Regions from separate parts of the Mus musculus genome. Here region 1 is linked to region 2. The links are chromatin contacts, called in public ChIA-PET maps. All regions are on one chromosome and are shown on one strand. Each heading gives the region's core, a stretch centred on a gene start, on an enhancer-like site or on the middle of the called end of the contact. The rest is flanking DNA. Distances are from core to core; before and after follow the strand shown.

Region 1 (7,366 bases), core at 3,793-6,292, 450 kb before region 2:
ATAGCTCTACTTCAGGTCTATCAGATAGCCAGAAACATTACTGAAGCGAGTATTTGCATGAGTCTATGGGTGGATGGATGGTGAAAGGGGAGGCAAAGTTCTTTGGAAGGAGCTACCAAGATAAATGAGAACTTGTTAAGGGTGTGGTGACACACCCCTTAAATCCTAGAGCTCAGCAGACAGTAGAAAATGGATCTCAGTGAGTCAGCCTGGGCTACATTGTAAGTTCCAGGCCAGCCTGGGCTATATAGTAAGAACCTGCTTCAAAACAAAGAGAGAGAGAGAGAGAGCGGGGAGTGGAAGGGGAGAAGAGAAAAGGAAAAAGGAAGAAAGAAAAAGAAAAGAAAAGAGGAAAAAAGAACATGTTAACCGTAACAGGACACTCACAGGTAGACAGACACTAGTAGACTGGGATGATGAATATAAATACTTTAAAATTAAACTTGACTTTCTTGTCTTTCATTTAGTCCACTAGCAGACACCCAAGACTTGCTTGAAAACATCACTGGGGATTATAAGAAATACTTTGACTTGCAGAAAAGCTTTGACTCAGCATTGTTTTTCCTTGTGTCCCTGAAGAGACACTTTTACCAGAGGCTGTTAGCAAACAGGCAACTGGAGTTGGCTTCATTACTGTGTCCTGGCAGCACACAAATGCTACTGTGCAAAATGCCACCTGGAGACAGCAGCCATGGCCCATGAATTTAATTACTAACCTTTAACTCAGAGCTGACAAAATCGATTCTGGAAACGTCTGAGCTAATCAGGTCTCCCTGACAATGCTAATCAATTGTTCACCATGTACCTTTGGTTTAATTACTCCTGCACGACTTTGCTTTTTCAAAATGTCAAGAATTCTCTTTTGTGAATGCAATAAATCATTCCTCTGTAGTGCTGGTTGCATGACTACTCCTCCCTGTCCCTTGACCTTGGCTGCACAAACTTGAACTTGGTCACTAACCGCAGTGGCACATTATAGAGACAGAAGTCTCGGTCAGCATCAGTTTTTCAGGACATGCTCCCTTCACCCGGAGTGAATCAGATGCTGGCAAGTCGGCCTTTAAAGGCTTGGATGTCCAAACAGAACTTTGTGGAGCAGGTGCGCTCGGAACATTTTACATTTTCAAAATTCTACTGTTTCATCAGAAACTGGATTAGTTTCTTGCTATGACTCAGATCCCAAAGATGACAGCTTCTCTCCCTGCTACTTCTCTCAAGTTAGACAAAAGCCAGCCACAAATATTCTCAGAAGCTCAGAGAAAAGGAGTTAGCCAGGAGAAGCAGCCAGTGATGGAGTTAAGAACGAAGATTGTTAGAGATTGTCCTGCCTTGGAGCCCTGAATGGTCTAGATTGTCTGCTGATGTTTGGGCAAGCAATTGAAGCTCTGTGAGATTCTTTTTATTTAAACCCAGTGAGGAACTCAGGACTGGGCCCTTGGTGAGGGACTAAAGCCTTTATTCTGGAGACTCAAAGGGCAACAATGTATCACTGCCTAGTGGACACGTTACATTGTTTGGAGACAGTTTTAGTGATCCTAATTGCATGAATGGTACATCAAAAGGGTTGAAGCTGAAAATGGTGCTAAATATATTATAGTATATAAGACATCTCTCCTGACAAAGAGTAATTCAGTATCAATAGTGTACCATTTGAAAAATGCTGTTGGGCCTGGGAGGACACAGTCTATAAAAAGTACCTGACACAAAAATATGAAGACTTGATGTTAAACAATTACTTAATGGCATAATTGTCAAAAATAAGAATTATTCTACTTGTATATAATGTTAAATTTTTCTTAATAGCATACTTAATAGAAATTTTTCTTGCTATTAGTAGTCAGTGTCTTTATAATCACTGTCTTTATAAAATTGCTTCTCAAAGCAGTGATTGCATTTCAGTTTCCTGACAGTTATCCACACATCAGGATGTGGGTCAGCTTTAAAACTTAATCTAGTCTTTCAAGGAAAATCCTTCTTTGACTCACAGAACCTTGGGAGTAAATCATAGGATGATAAAACTCTTAGAGGGTCTCTGATTCTAGTCTGACACAAAGCAGAACTTCATTGGCTTTCATAGGCTAGTAAATCAGTATTTCTATTAGTTGATGTTTCAGTTGAATTATTCTCCTATTTAGATTGGATGACTGGCAAGAATTTCCATGGCGTGCCTGTCCCAGAAGTTATTTCTCATAAATTTAGTTCAGATACCTATTCACCATCTATCTGTCTTGTTACTTTTCTATTTCTGTGATAAAATACCATGACCAAAAACAACTTGGGGAGGGAAGGGTTTATTTCAGCTTACACTTGGACACTGCAGTCCACAACCCAGGGAAGTCATGCCACAGCTCAAACAGGACAAGAGCCTGGAGGTAGGAACTGATGCGGAGGTCATCGGGAAGTGCTGCCTGTTGGCTTGCTCCTCCTGGCATACTCATCTGGCTTTCTAATATCATCCAGGGCCACCAAGGCAGGGGTGGGTCTACTCCCTGTGGGATGGGTTCACCCATATCAATCAGTAATCCAAAAAAAAAAAAATGTACCACAGGCTATTCTGGTGGGGGCATTTTCTCAATTGAGGTTCCCTCTTCCAAAATGACTATAGCCTTTGTTAACTTGATGTAAAACCTAGCCAAGGCACCATCTTTCCTTTGATCCACTGTTGAACACAGAATCTATTTCTACAAATTCTGTCCCTCAGGTTCCATCAGGCCATGGTAGGAGGAAGCTCCCCAACCCACTTTAGAAATCATCCTCTTGTCTCATCCTACCCAGGAGGCCATGGGTCCTGGAACCTGGTACTGAGACTCTTGTTGGCACCTTATCTTCAGCCCTAGGGATGAGAATTGTTTTTATTTTTCTAATGCCAGGCCAAGTCACTACCCACTTCCCGTCTCCCATTTTATTAATATACTTTTTATTCTTTGAGAATTTGATACATACATACAATGTATTTTGATCATATTCTCCTCCCTCTAACTCCTCCTAGGTCTAGCCCCTAACTCCCTCCCAATTCATATTTTCTTTTAACTGAGTCCAGTTTGTACTGCGCACAGATGAGTGGGTATGGTTCCATCCTCTGAGCATGGTTGACCTATCATGAGCTAGGCCCCTAAAGAAAACTGCATCTCCATCATCTATTAGCTATTAACTGTCAATAGCTCCTCATCTAGAGGCTAGAGTTTGTGTGTTTCCCCTCCCTCCTTTACATGGTGGAGTATTGATTGGCTTGCTTTTATGCAGATCTTATGCAGGCAACCACAGCCCCTGTAGGTTCTTGAGTGCAGCAGCTCTGCCATGTTGTACTCAGTTTTGCTCTGACCTCTGGCTCTTAGCAATCTTTTCATGCCCTCTCCTATGATGATCTCTGAACCTTGGAAGGAGGGCGATAACACCTGCTTTTTTTATTGCATCTTTTCTATAAACTAGCTGTTCTATGTTAAAAAGTACCTTATTGTGTTTGTGTTATTTAAGATCAATTCTTCTATGGGAGACAATTAAGAAGCAAGTCAAAAGGGGCAGCTGGAGTTAAGTATAAATACCAATATGACAGAAGTCAGGTATAGAAAATAAGAGAGAGCATACACATGCTGAACGCAAGAAAAAGTAGAAACTGATTTCTGTTCTTCTCAGGGACATTGCTATGTTTCTGGGGCCTGCATGCTGTCCTTCAGGAATTTTTCCCCCTCCTATTTCAGGTACCACCCATCATCTTTTGAAGAGAGAAATGTTAGCATGCCTGGACTTAACTTGGACTCAATTAACCTCCTCTAGTAAAGGGTCAGAAACCTCATCTAATAGGGTTACAAGAATGGTCAAAGCGTTCCATCTCTCTAGAAGTGAACAGGCTTGAACTGAGGCTGGGAACCAAAGAACTGGTCGACCAGTTGTCTTTGAAATCTGACTTCTCAGTGGCAGAGGTGAGGTTCACATGCTACCGAGTACCAAAGAAATGAGTTGAATGTGCTGAGCAATACACCCAGCATTTGCTCAGCTCCTTACTGGGCACTTAATATAACTACCTCATTTAATCCTTGAGTAATTCTGAAGGTAGCTATTTACATTCCCTGTTTTATACATCAGGAATTGAAGGTCAGGAAAATGACAGCCTGCTGTTACAAAAGCAGAAACTAGCCATTTACCAATTGAACTCACTACTGTGGACCCAGAATAAGGAGACTCGGTCCCCAGCTTTGCTACTTTTAAACTGGATTGCTTTGAATGCTTCGTTTGATCTCTCAGTTCTTTTTGCAAAACAGAGCTTTCTTCTTTCAAAGTTATCATGAATGTATAATGAGTTAATATTGCTAAAGAGCATTTATCTGAGCCTAGCTTGAACTGGGCATCACATTGTTTGAAGCCTGGTCTATTTGACCCAAAGTCCAGCACCATCTTGCTTAAGCTCTTCTGCATCACTCTTAGATCTGTTTCCCAAAATGTGGCCTGAGAATGTGTTTGTTGCACAGGTCTTCCAGAATCCCAAGGCAAGGTTTCCTGGGAAAGACAAAGCAGCTGTCTCTGGAGAAATCTTTATGAGAGGGGAAGGTAGAGGAAAAAAACGAGATTCCAGACAAAGCCTCCCTCAGGCATAAACCTCTCTACTAGGGAATTAGGAGGCAGAAACTCACTATGCTACGATTTTGTCTCACTGATGCTGGCGGGCCAGGCTTTTGTATCTTCACATCTCTGGTTTTTAGAAAGCCCAGCTGCAAAGAAAGTGCTCAAGGCTAAAGGGGCAAGACAGAAACAGTAGCTCTGGGGCAGTTCTTAAAGACTTCAGCAGCTGAACTGGGGAAACAGGCTTGTAGGACCTAGGCCAGCCCTTGAGATAAGAATCAGCACTTTCCTACCGTCCCTGGGTATTTTCACATTAGAACTTGAGACATTCTTACAAAGAAGGCTACAGCACGTGTGTGTGTGTGTGTGTGTGTATGTGTGTGTGTGTGTGTGTGTGTTTGTGTGTGTGTGTCCATGGTGAGGGCAGCAAGAACTGGGGAAATGGCTTGTCACACTGTATGTGCAGTCCACATACACACATCGATGAATGTTTGCTCTCTCTCTGTTCAGTTTCAGAGCTCAGCCCGTGGAATAGTGCCACCTCTTTTTAGGGTACCAAAGTAATTTCACCTCCTGTCAAGTTGACAAGATTAACCACCATAGGAATCAAGAAATGCTGTGTCTTAAATACGACAAACAGGGAAACAAGAAGCTGTCAATATGATTTAATGGGGGCTAAACTTTGTGGATTTTTCCAGAGTGACAGTCCCCATTGGCTCACTGAACCATGCAAGTCAGACTTGCCACGTGCCTGCAGAGCACGTGTTCTCTAGGGGCCAGCTCTGACCTGCTGCCAAGCGGCAGGCAATGAACCTCACAAATATTTGTATTCATTTTATTGGAGGTCCAGCTATTCTGACACTGAGCCAATAGACGCCTACAAAATGCCCTGGAAAGGAAAAAAAAAATCCAATTTCAACTTCCAATCTGGGAAACTTTATAGCCAAAGCAGGTGGTCAGTATTTTTGGATCATTACGTTCATGAGGTCTGCCTTTGTATTTTAATTGATTGCTATAAGGGAGGTGAATTCATAAGCCACTAGTATGTTCTGCCTGCCTTTCATACTTCAGTGTGACTCAAGTAATGAGATTATGTGTTAGAGTCTTGTCTTCTAATGACCCAGAATGCCCTTGTGCTACACCCATGTTTGTGGGAGTGTGGTCCGAGAAACAAAAATTTGCTATTCTTTTCCCTTTGGTAAAATGGAACTGTATAACTATTCCCAGCCTAGGAAATGCGTATGGAAGTAAGAACCAACATCTAAGAACCAGGGCTAGTCTCCATTCTCCTCACTGCTGTTGTGACCTGAAGCCACCTGTTTCCATGAAGAGAGCCTGATTCCCTAACTGAACAGAGCAAATCCTCATTGACTTGCCTTTGACCTTGCAGGAGTGAACGATTCTGTTTGCTGAACCATGAGGAGGTATTATCCTAGAGCTACTAACCCCAACTATTACAACATTAGCAACCAAGGCCATGGGAGTTTCTTAGCTGAAATAGTAAGTCTAAAGACTGGAGAGATGGCTTAACAGTTAAAACACTAGCTGCTTTTCCAGAAGACGAGGGTGAACCCAATTCCTAGCACCTACATGGTGTCTCACAACTAACTATAAATTCAGTGCTAAGGGATCCAGTGCTCTTTCTGGCCTCCTCAGACACCACTGCATACACGGTGCATGGCCATACATGCCAGCAAAACAGGGCCATGCATGCTCCCTCCCTCTTCCCCTCCACCTCCACCTCTCCTCCCCCTCTGCCTCCTCTCTCTCTCTCTCTCTCTCTCTCTCTCTCTCTCTCTCTCTCTCTCCTTCTCTCTCTCTCTCTCTCTCCCTCCCTCCTTCCCTCCCTCTTCCCCCCCCCTCCGCTTTCCCTCTCCCTCCCTCTCTGCCTCCCCCCTCTCTCTCTCCTTCTCTCTCTCTCTCTCTCTCTCTCACACACACACACACACCCAAATAATTAAAACTATTTGAAACTACATTACACTAGTCTAAGAGGAGTGGATTTGAAGTCAGAAGACACAGGTCAAGCCTTGGCTCAAGCACTGACTCGATGTGTATCATTAGGAGGATTTGTTGTTGTTGTTGTTGTTTTGTTTTTCGAGACAGGGTTTCTCTGTGTAGCCCTGGCTGTCCTGGAACTCACTCTGTAGACCAGGCTGGCCTCGAACTCAGAAATCCGCCTGCCTCTGCCTCCCAAGTGCTGGGATTAAAGGCGTGCGCCACCACGCCGGTGACATTAGGAGGATTTTTTTTTAACCATCTCTAGACCCAAGTGGAATTAGATTGAGCCATGTAGTTGCTACGACGCCTTCTGCCCAGCTCTAGTGTAATGTAACCCTGTGAAACCCCATAGCGTTTTTATCCTTTTAGTTCCTATCCCTCCCCTCTCAACACACCATCACAGGACATGAGTAACTGAGGGTGCTAAGTGTGTGCCATACAGACCCTGTGCAAACATACAGGCTCCGTGAAGAACCATGGCACCCTACATGCCTATAACAGTATACAAAAGAAGAAAGTTCTAAAGGTCCAGAGCTATAATTTCAGGGCTCTGCCTAGTACTTGACTAACTCATTCACTGCCTGACTGACATCCAAAAGGGAGTCTAATTTTAAAGAAGCATTGTTGTGACATTGAAGGATCTGCCCAGAAAAAAAAAAATCACTGAAATACAGAGAGTGTTCCTACCACTAGATGTTAAACCACGGCCCAGACTCTAACTTGAGTACTGGAGAGCATGTGGGTTGCAGCTGACTGACATATTCCATCTCAGATTTTAGGGTCTGTATTGACCACTATGAACTTCAGG
Region 2 (7,139 bases), core at 2,681-5,180:
TTGAAACGAAAGCAGGTCAGGAAGCAGGAGCTGATGCAGAGGCCATGGAGGGATGTTACTTCCTGGCTTGCTTCCTCTAGCTTGCTCAGCTTACTTTCTTAAGAACCCAAGACTACCAGACCAGGGATGGCACCACCCACAAGGGGTCCTCCCACCTTGATCACTAATTGAGAAAATGCCCCACAGCTGATCTCATGGAGGCATTTCCCCAACTGAAGCTCCTTTCTCTGTGATAACTCCAGCCTGTGTCAAGTTGGCATACAAAACCAGCCAGTATACACACTAACTTCACACTCACTTTAAAACAAAAGGCAGGGCCATGACTGACTCACAGAAAGTGGCAATTTTGAGGAAAAATTTCAAAATAAGTCAGTTTCCACCTTACCAAGAGTACTGATTTTCGCTTTTCTTTTTCTCTTCTAAAAATAAGCTCTACTGTACATTTCAGATTTAAATATCCTGAGGAGAGAGTAAATCTGCCATTTGATTCTTGCACCTTAAGATTGATCCAATACTAAACCTGGAGAGGCTTTTACTTACAGATGAAAAGAAACTTAGAGTATTTTAAATTGCCATTATCCCCAAATATGCTTAGAAATCCAGAAGTGAATTGTAAAATAAAATCTACACAGTGCTGGGGAAAGCCCCCAACACCCATGGAGGCAGAGATGGGACCAACAGGACACTACAGTGGAAGCATGCATGCTGGCCAGCAATCACGGCAGCATCAGGCATGTCAGCACAAGTCCTGCTCCGTTAGTTCACAGTGGTATCAGACTTCTTCCATTTTCTCTCCAGTAAATGCTACTGTCCCAGATAGGTTTTTAATGAAATAGGAAAGGCACTCTTTTTCAGAACACTGGGACACGGCACAAGCCATGGTGCCATCCCCAAAGGGACAGATGGAAACCCTTACTGAGTTTTAGATCTTAAGAACAATAAAAATAAGCATGAGCAACAACAAAGCCAAGGCCTTCTCTAAGAAAATCCCTTTCATCCTCCAGGAGGCCACACCCCCTGGTCCTTTCCAAACAATTCCACCACCTGGAGAACTCATTCAAACACCACACTAAGTACAGTTCAAGTCCCTCGCTATTGTAGATCAAACACACCTAAAAACAACTGGCAAATGGAAAGAGAGCAGAGCGGAGTCCTCGGACTCCCAACACAGTAGCCAGTCAATCTAGTTTGATATGGAGCAGATAATGGAGGAAGTTAACAACCCAGAATTCCCAAACCAAAAATATAAAAGAAAATAAAGGAAGTAGTTCTCAGATTTTAATGCTGGGTGCTAACTGTTGAAACCACTAAGTATGATATGAGGAGATTACATAATTATGCAAATAAAGAAAATTTGCTTGTGACTAATTCCTGATTTCCTTTAAAAAGAAAAAGGTTCAAATCATATTACCATGTCAATGTAACAAAAGCCTGGTCACTGCAAAGGGTCTTTCACACTGTGGTCAATGGCCTGGTTGCTTAATGTAATATTGGTAATGGCTGAATTCCAGTGTAACATAAAAAAAAAAAAAAAAAAAAAAAAAGAAAGAAAGAAAGAAAAAAAAACAGCCTGGAAGTCTACTGTAGTTCACTGTAACAGGATTTGAGCTATAATTAAATTTGATTAGTTTGGTTCAAACCTCAAGTTCAAAAGAATTATCAGCATGAATGGATGAAAAGCCCTTTTACACGGGCATTTTGAAAATATGAAAAGGGCTGACACAGCAAGCATCAAAGACTTTAAAAGCAATTGACCCTTCCCAGAGCAAAGGAGAAAGGCTAACAGCTGAAACTCAGATGCTGCGTGCAGAGAAAATAAAGTTCCAGATGGCTCCAAAGCCTGGCAATTTATTAAATATTAAATACGATTATTGTTAACTGGAGCTGGCTTGGGGATAGCCAATGGGTCATCGATAAAATGTGAAAAAAGTCCGATTCCATCCTCAGAAAAAGCGAAGCAAATAAACAGTCCCTTTCCGGAATCTACCAGCACGAGGAAACCTCTCCAGGACTTTCACAAACAGCTATGATGACATTTAAATAAGCACACTGTCCAATAAACAGTATGGCACAAGCACTGCAGTCTAAAAGTCCAAATCAGGTCCTTAGAAGAAAAGCAGTCCAGAGGATCTAACATAGTCATTCTCACTGCCTATGTGAGCCCATGCCCGCCACACCTGTGTACCTCCCTTCACACTGGATACTGAGAAAGAAGACTCAGGCAACTAGTGTACCACACAGCCTATGGAAGTCTAGTGACAGGCGGTTCACATGGGTCTTAGAAACACTTGCAAAGGACTATTATCACTTGGAATATACAACAGTGTAGAGAGTGCCTAAGTATGCACACATGAGGTCACATAGGCATACACTTCCAGATAGCATGTGTGTTTATGTACAGTCATGTACACACACACACACACACACACACACACACACGGGAGCCTGTTTTCAATAAAGTAAAAAGTACCTAAAAGTTTGTGTACCCTGGGCTTTTCGACAGCACTGGTGCTTGCTATGGCTCCTTGTTAGCTTCCGCAAGCCTGGGGTTGGGCTGGCAGGCTGTCTGCTGGTTGTTGGGAACACTGTGCCAAATGAAGCAGGTGTGAGATATCTCAGAGATGAAAGCAATGCTCCACACAACAATGCCATCCTGGGGCGCTTTCCTGACATGTGCAATTCTTCTCCCCTCTCCCTGAGCCGCATCTGAGGAGAACACATTTCTGCTGGGTTTTAGCACTGAGGAAAAAGTCCATTCCACGGGGTCCTTCTCAAAATAGTAAGAAATCCAGCCACAGCAGGAAGGCTGGCTAAATGTTCTTTTTTCCAAGTATTTTCTGTAAAATCAAAATAATTCCTCATGTAATTCTTTTATCTTGAAAACTATTTAAAATCATTTAGCTTTAAAATAATTCTAAGTAGCCTACTACCAAGATTGGGGGGAAGGGGGAGAGAAAACTTCATGAAGAAGGTAACCATGTTTGCTGTCCATTAACAGCCACAAGGTGACAAGAGAGGGTAGGGCTGAGTGTGAGCCAAGTGCCTGGCTCGCAAACATGAAAACATCAAAACAATCCACACACTCGCGTGTGAAGGAAAAACCTGTGCAAGATGACACAGGCCCCAGGAATTTTGTTAAAAACCGGCAATTCATGACAGAAACGTTGCTAAAGATGAAAAAACTGTCTCCCGAGTTCCAGCAATGTTATCCAACATTTCTTTATTTCAAAACAGAACACCCAGCTCTGTTACAACCCTGACCCTAACCCTAACTATAACCCCTGCTCCTTCATTTCTGGCTTGTTTGGGATTCGCCTTGGTTGCTGTTTGTTTTGCTCTGCTGGGAACTGGATGGCACAGAGCCCTGTAAGCACCAGGTGAGCCTCTACCCCACAGGGGAATCTCTTCCCTGAGCTCAGTGTCTTAGATCCAGCTGTTCTCACAGTAGGCTCAGGGTCACCTGCAGGGGATAAAACGCAAACTCTTGATCCCATCCCCCGAGTTCCAGATTCACAAGTCTGGGGCAAAAGCTAAGGACTTATATGTCTGCCAAGTCCCCAGGTAATGGTGATGCTGCGGGCCCAGGCTCCACACCTGGAGATGGGCATTTCCTCTGGCAATGGCAAAGACCTTTGGGCCCTGGAACTAAGGAGGGGTTCTACCAAAAAGGAAACCCACTCAAGGCACAGCAGGTACTTTGGAGATTATTGAGTCCAGGTCTCTGCAAACTTTCTAACTGAGCCGGATAAGGAGCTCAGGCTCTATGGACCACACAGTCCCAACACTACCACACTCCGCACTGCAGTGTGAAGGCAGCGGGGCACTCGAGAGTGCTATGTATGTGCCTACAGCGTTACTACAAAGACAAGTTACAGCTTACCATCTTAAAATTGACACGACCAATGTCCGGATGACTGGACATCTCTGGGAGGCCACAGACAGCAGATTACATCACTGCAGCGCGTGGACTCTGCTTCCTGATGTTTGACACAGTGAACAGTAAAGAAAAGCCACAAATGGAACGCACTGTTAAATCCTGCAGAGTTTGTAATGAACAGAAAGGCTTTACTAAATAAAATGAGATCTCACTTCTAAAATTAACCTGAGACATGACAATTTCCATTTTTTTAAGATTCTATTTTATTTTTTAATTATGTGTATGTAGATGTGTCCCAGGTGTGCAGGTGTCAGCAGAGGGTGAAGGAAATGAACACATGTCCTCAGAAAGAGCAGTGCGCTCTTAACTGCTCTCAGCTCCGCAGCCCCTATCGTTTCTAGGATTATGTGTAAATGGAAGGCTGCAGAGGTCACTTGCTGCATTCCTGTCACCTGGCTTCGCTGCACACCATAGCAGCTGGACTGAGCCTTGCTTCCCTCTCACTCTCTCCCATTCACTTCCTGCCCTTCCTTAAAGCAATCCTCCCAGTTCTAACCCCTTCTCACATGGACCACAGACATACAAGTCATGATAACTAAGCAAAATACACTTTTGTGTACTGAAGTGAAGTAGCCTAGGTGTGATTTTTAATTCTAGTTATCAAATAATTCTTAAATTTAAATAAATACTTACCAAGCAAGACAAGCATGGTAATCTTCACAAAGCAGATGTCTAAAATATTTAGTTATATGTATGTATGTATGTACACACACACACACACACACACACACATATATATGAATAACTTTCTATGTGTTTATAAAATTATAAACATGCACAGGTACAAACATAATCTATATGTGTTCACAGCTTTCTCAGCTTTTAGAATGAAAAGTGATATTTAGGAAGTCAGTATATTTTGGTAGTTAGTGAGCAAACTTTATGTGGTACCTTGTAACTATGCTATAACACAAAATAAAGAATAAAATCCGTTCACTTCTGTTCCCAAATTCAAGCTGGCATTTCTATAGGAGCTACAGTTACAGTGTGCATGTCCAGTTTAGGATCATAATGATGAGTCCCAAGTCTGAGAAACAGCTTGGAACGTGTTTCATGTACCCTGAACCATGCATGAAGAAACAGCTGTTATTTACAGATCAAAGCAACCCCGAGGATCCTAAAACAACCAGAGTGAAAAACGCCTAAATCTAATTTCATCCCTGTCCACACGCTCCTTTGAACTAATAATTCAGAGAATTGGTCAGTACATTGAACTAATTAGCATGCTTAACGCTTGCCAATTTTGATGGCTCCAATTTTTTATTTTAAGAAATGGAATATAAATAACAGGCTTTTTCAGACACACACAAGCAAGTTAGAGAAAATACAGGGGCCACTTCAACTTGACAAAGTCATATATATTGAGCAATGCCTAAAAAGTCTCACCATGAGGTGAGGCCTATTTGCTATTCTCTAAGATGGGAAATGGGAAATGAACTACCTGGGGTTATTATATTGGTTTGCATGGGACATTCCTGTATTTACTCAGTGTTTGCAGCCCACATCTAGCACCATCTCACCCTGAGGAACTGCAGTAGGTGCCCTAAAAGGATGGGGCTATTTTTACTTGCAGTCAGGGTGAGGAGAGGCGAGACCTTCTAAGTGATGCCACGAGCAAAAGCAAGCAAAAGGACGTCCCTTCATATCCACACATCAGCCTCAGGGAGTGCACGCTACAATCATTCTTATTACCTCTGGCACTCAGCCAGAACCCACAGTACACAGCTTAGTGGACATCACACAGTGTCACCACTCACAGTACACAGGCTAGTGGATGTCACACAGTGTCACCAAGAACAGGTGAGGAGGATGAGTATCAGGTGGTGTTTCATAAAATAATTGTTTAAATTATGATAACAGCATTTCCCCCTTTCCTTCCCTATCACACCCCCATCTACCCCTCCTTGCTCTCTCTCAAATTCATGCTTTTTTTCTTTAATTGTTATTGGTGTGTGTATGTGTATATGTATTTATATGTGTATGTGTGTGTTGCATATGTGTGTTTATCTTTACTATCCAGCACTGACTGTTTCAAGGCGACCCTTTCTTGCAGTTCACATGAGACCAATGCTCAGAGCCTTGCAAACCAACTCAACCTCAGCTTCACCTGTGTTGCCCTTCTAACTTCTGTCTAGAGTTAGACATGGGATAGGAAGGAGTTCCAGCTCCAAAAAGGTCTGGGTATGTGATTCTAGGCAGGATCCTCAAGTGCAGAGTTTAGTACCACTTGAAAAGAATATTCCAGTTACAAGAGATTCTGGAGGCAATTATGCACTTACTAGAATGCTTCCCAATATCAGCCTGCCCAACTCCTCACTCCTCCTCCTGTTAGAACTCTTGTCAGAGCATTACTCCCTGTTCATGGAGGGGGGGGGGGGTCACATGCTGGCCAGTGACTGCTCACACCTGCACCTGCTTGCACTTCTCAAGGTCCCTACTCATTCTATGGACTATCTCAAGGAATAAATAACCCATTTAACTATTTTTTTCCACTCATCAAATGAGAGCTTAGATGCAATGATGTACCTATTATCCAGATATTGCTTCTAAATACACTTTCCACCAACATCAACCAAGGACCAGTACAGCTAGGTAAGATTGCAATGGCTTGGGACAACAGGAGAGGAGGTTCTCGGTGACAATAGAGACTTAGGCCTGGAGAGGCTCCCACTGACCACACCAAACAATATAATTATAATTATTGAACAAGGATTCCCTGGCTGTGGTGACCAGGAGCACCTACCTGTGGCTACACTAAGACCCACTAAAGTGTCACTTTAAATGAGTGGATTTGACGGTATGTGAATTATATCTCAAAAAAGCTGTTACCCAAAAAGAAAAAAATAAATTCATGAGACTGCAGTGAAGATAAATAATGGTTTTTTTAAAATCTGGGGGTAAAAGAGGAGAACTTCTTCACAGATGAATGCCAATTAACAAACTCCGAGGAAAAAGACAGCATTAGGAAAATCATCAGTTTGCAATACCAATGGAACAAGGGTTCCAAGCAAGAGCATCGCAGACGGTAAAACTATTAGGGGAAAGATTATTGGGGAAGAGGAGAGTCACACAGCCTCAAAATATTACCCCATGGAACACTTCACAACAAATACCTGAATCATCTGTATGTGGAAATCGGGGAACACCTACTCAAGTGATTAAACAGGGCACTGCCTGCCGCCAGCCATACACTACCATTTGT

Evidence for each region. ChIA-PET counts read pairs in DNA pulled down with a chosen protein or histone mark.
Region 1: a contact with region 2 is called in an H3K27ac ChIA-PET map of liver, with 11 times the contacts expected there. The contact joins two enhancer-like sites. A contact is called at or near these places in 8 of 39 promoter capture datasets (the 3T3-L1 cell line, the C10 cell line, embryonic stem cells and 3 more), 9 of 15 datasets of contacts at CTCF or cohesin (CD8 T cells, the NIH/3T3 cell line, embryonic stem cells and 3 more), 200 of 484 Hi-C or Micro-C datasets (the 3T3-L1 cell line, 3T3-L1-derived adipocytes, the AML12 cell line and 96 more), 28 of 115 datasets of contacts at active chromatin or transcription factors (the NIH/3T3 cell line, PVALB interneurons, T-cell acute lymphoblastic leukemia and 18 more) and 6 of 9 other capture datasets (adipose tissue, embryonic stem cells, embryonic tail and 3 more).

Annotation. Positions count from the first base shown.
Region 1 is chr6:94,997,212-95,004,577 of GRCm38.p6, reverse strand. No RefSeq gene overlaps it. Among named protein-coding and RNA genes, the nearest start is that of 4930511E03Rik, 57 kb to the right of the region's middle. Within about 2 kb of position 5,042, at least 14 of the 459 cell types and tissues checked have an H3K27ac peak or open chromatin away from gene starts, as enhancers often do. A contact at or near this core is called in liver, where this site is marked.
Region 2 is chr6:94,545,937-94,553,075 of GRCm38.p6, reverse strand. The region is part of intron 5 of Slc25a26 (solute carrier family 25 (mitochondrial carrier, phosphate carrier), member 26); the gene reads right to left. Among named protein-coding and RNA genes, the nearest start is that of Slc25a26, 49 kb to the right of the region's middle. Within about 2 kb of position 3,930, at least 12 of the 459 cell types and tissues checked have an H3K27ac peak or open chromatin away from gene starts, as enhancers often do. A contact at or near this core is called in liver, where this site is marked.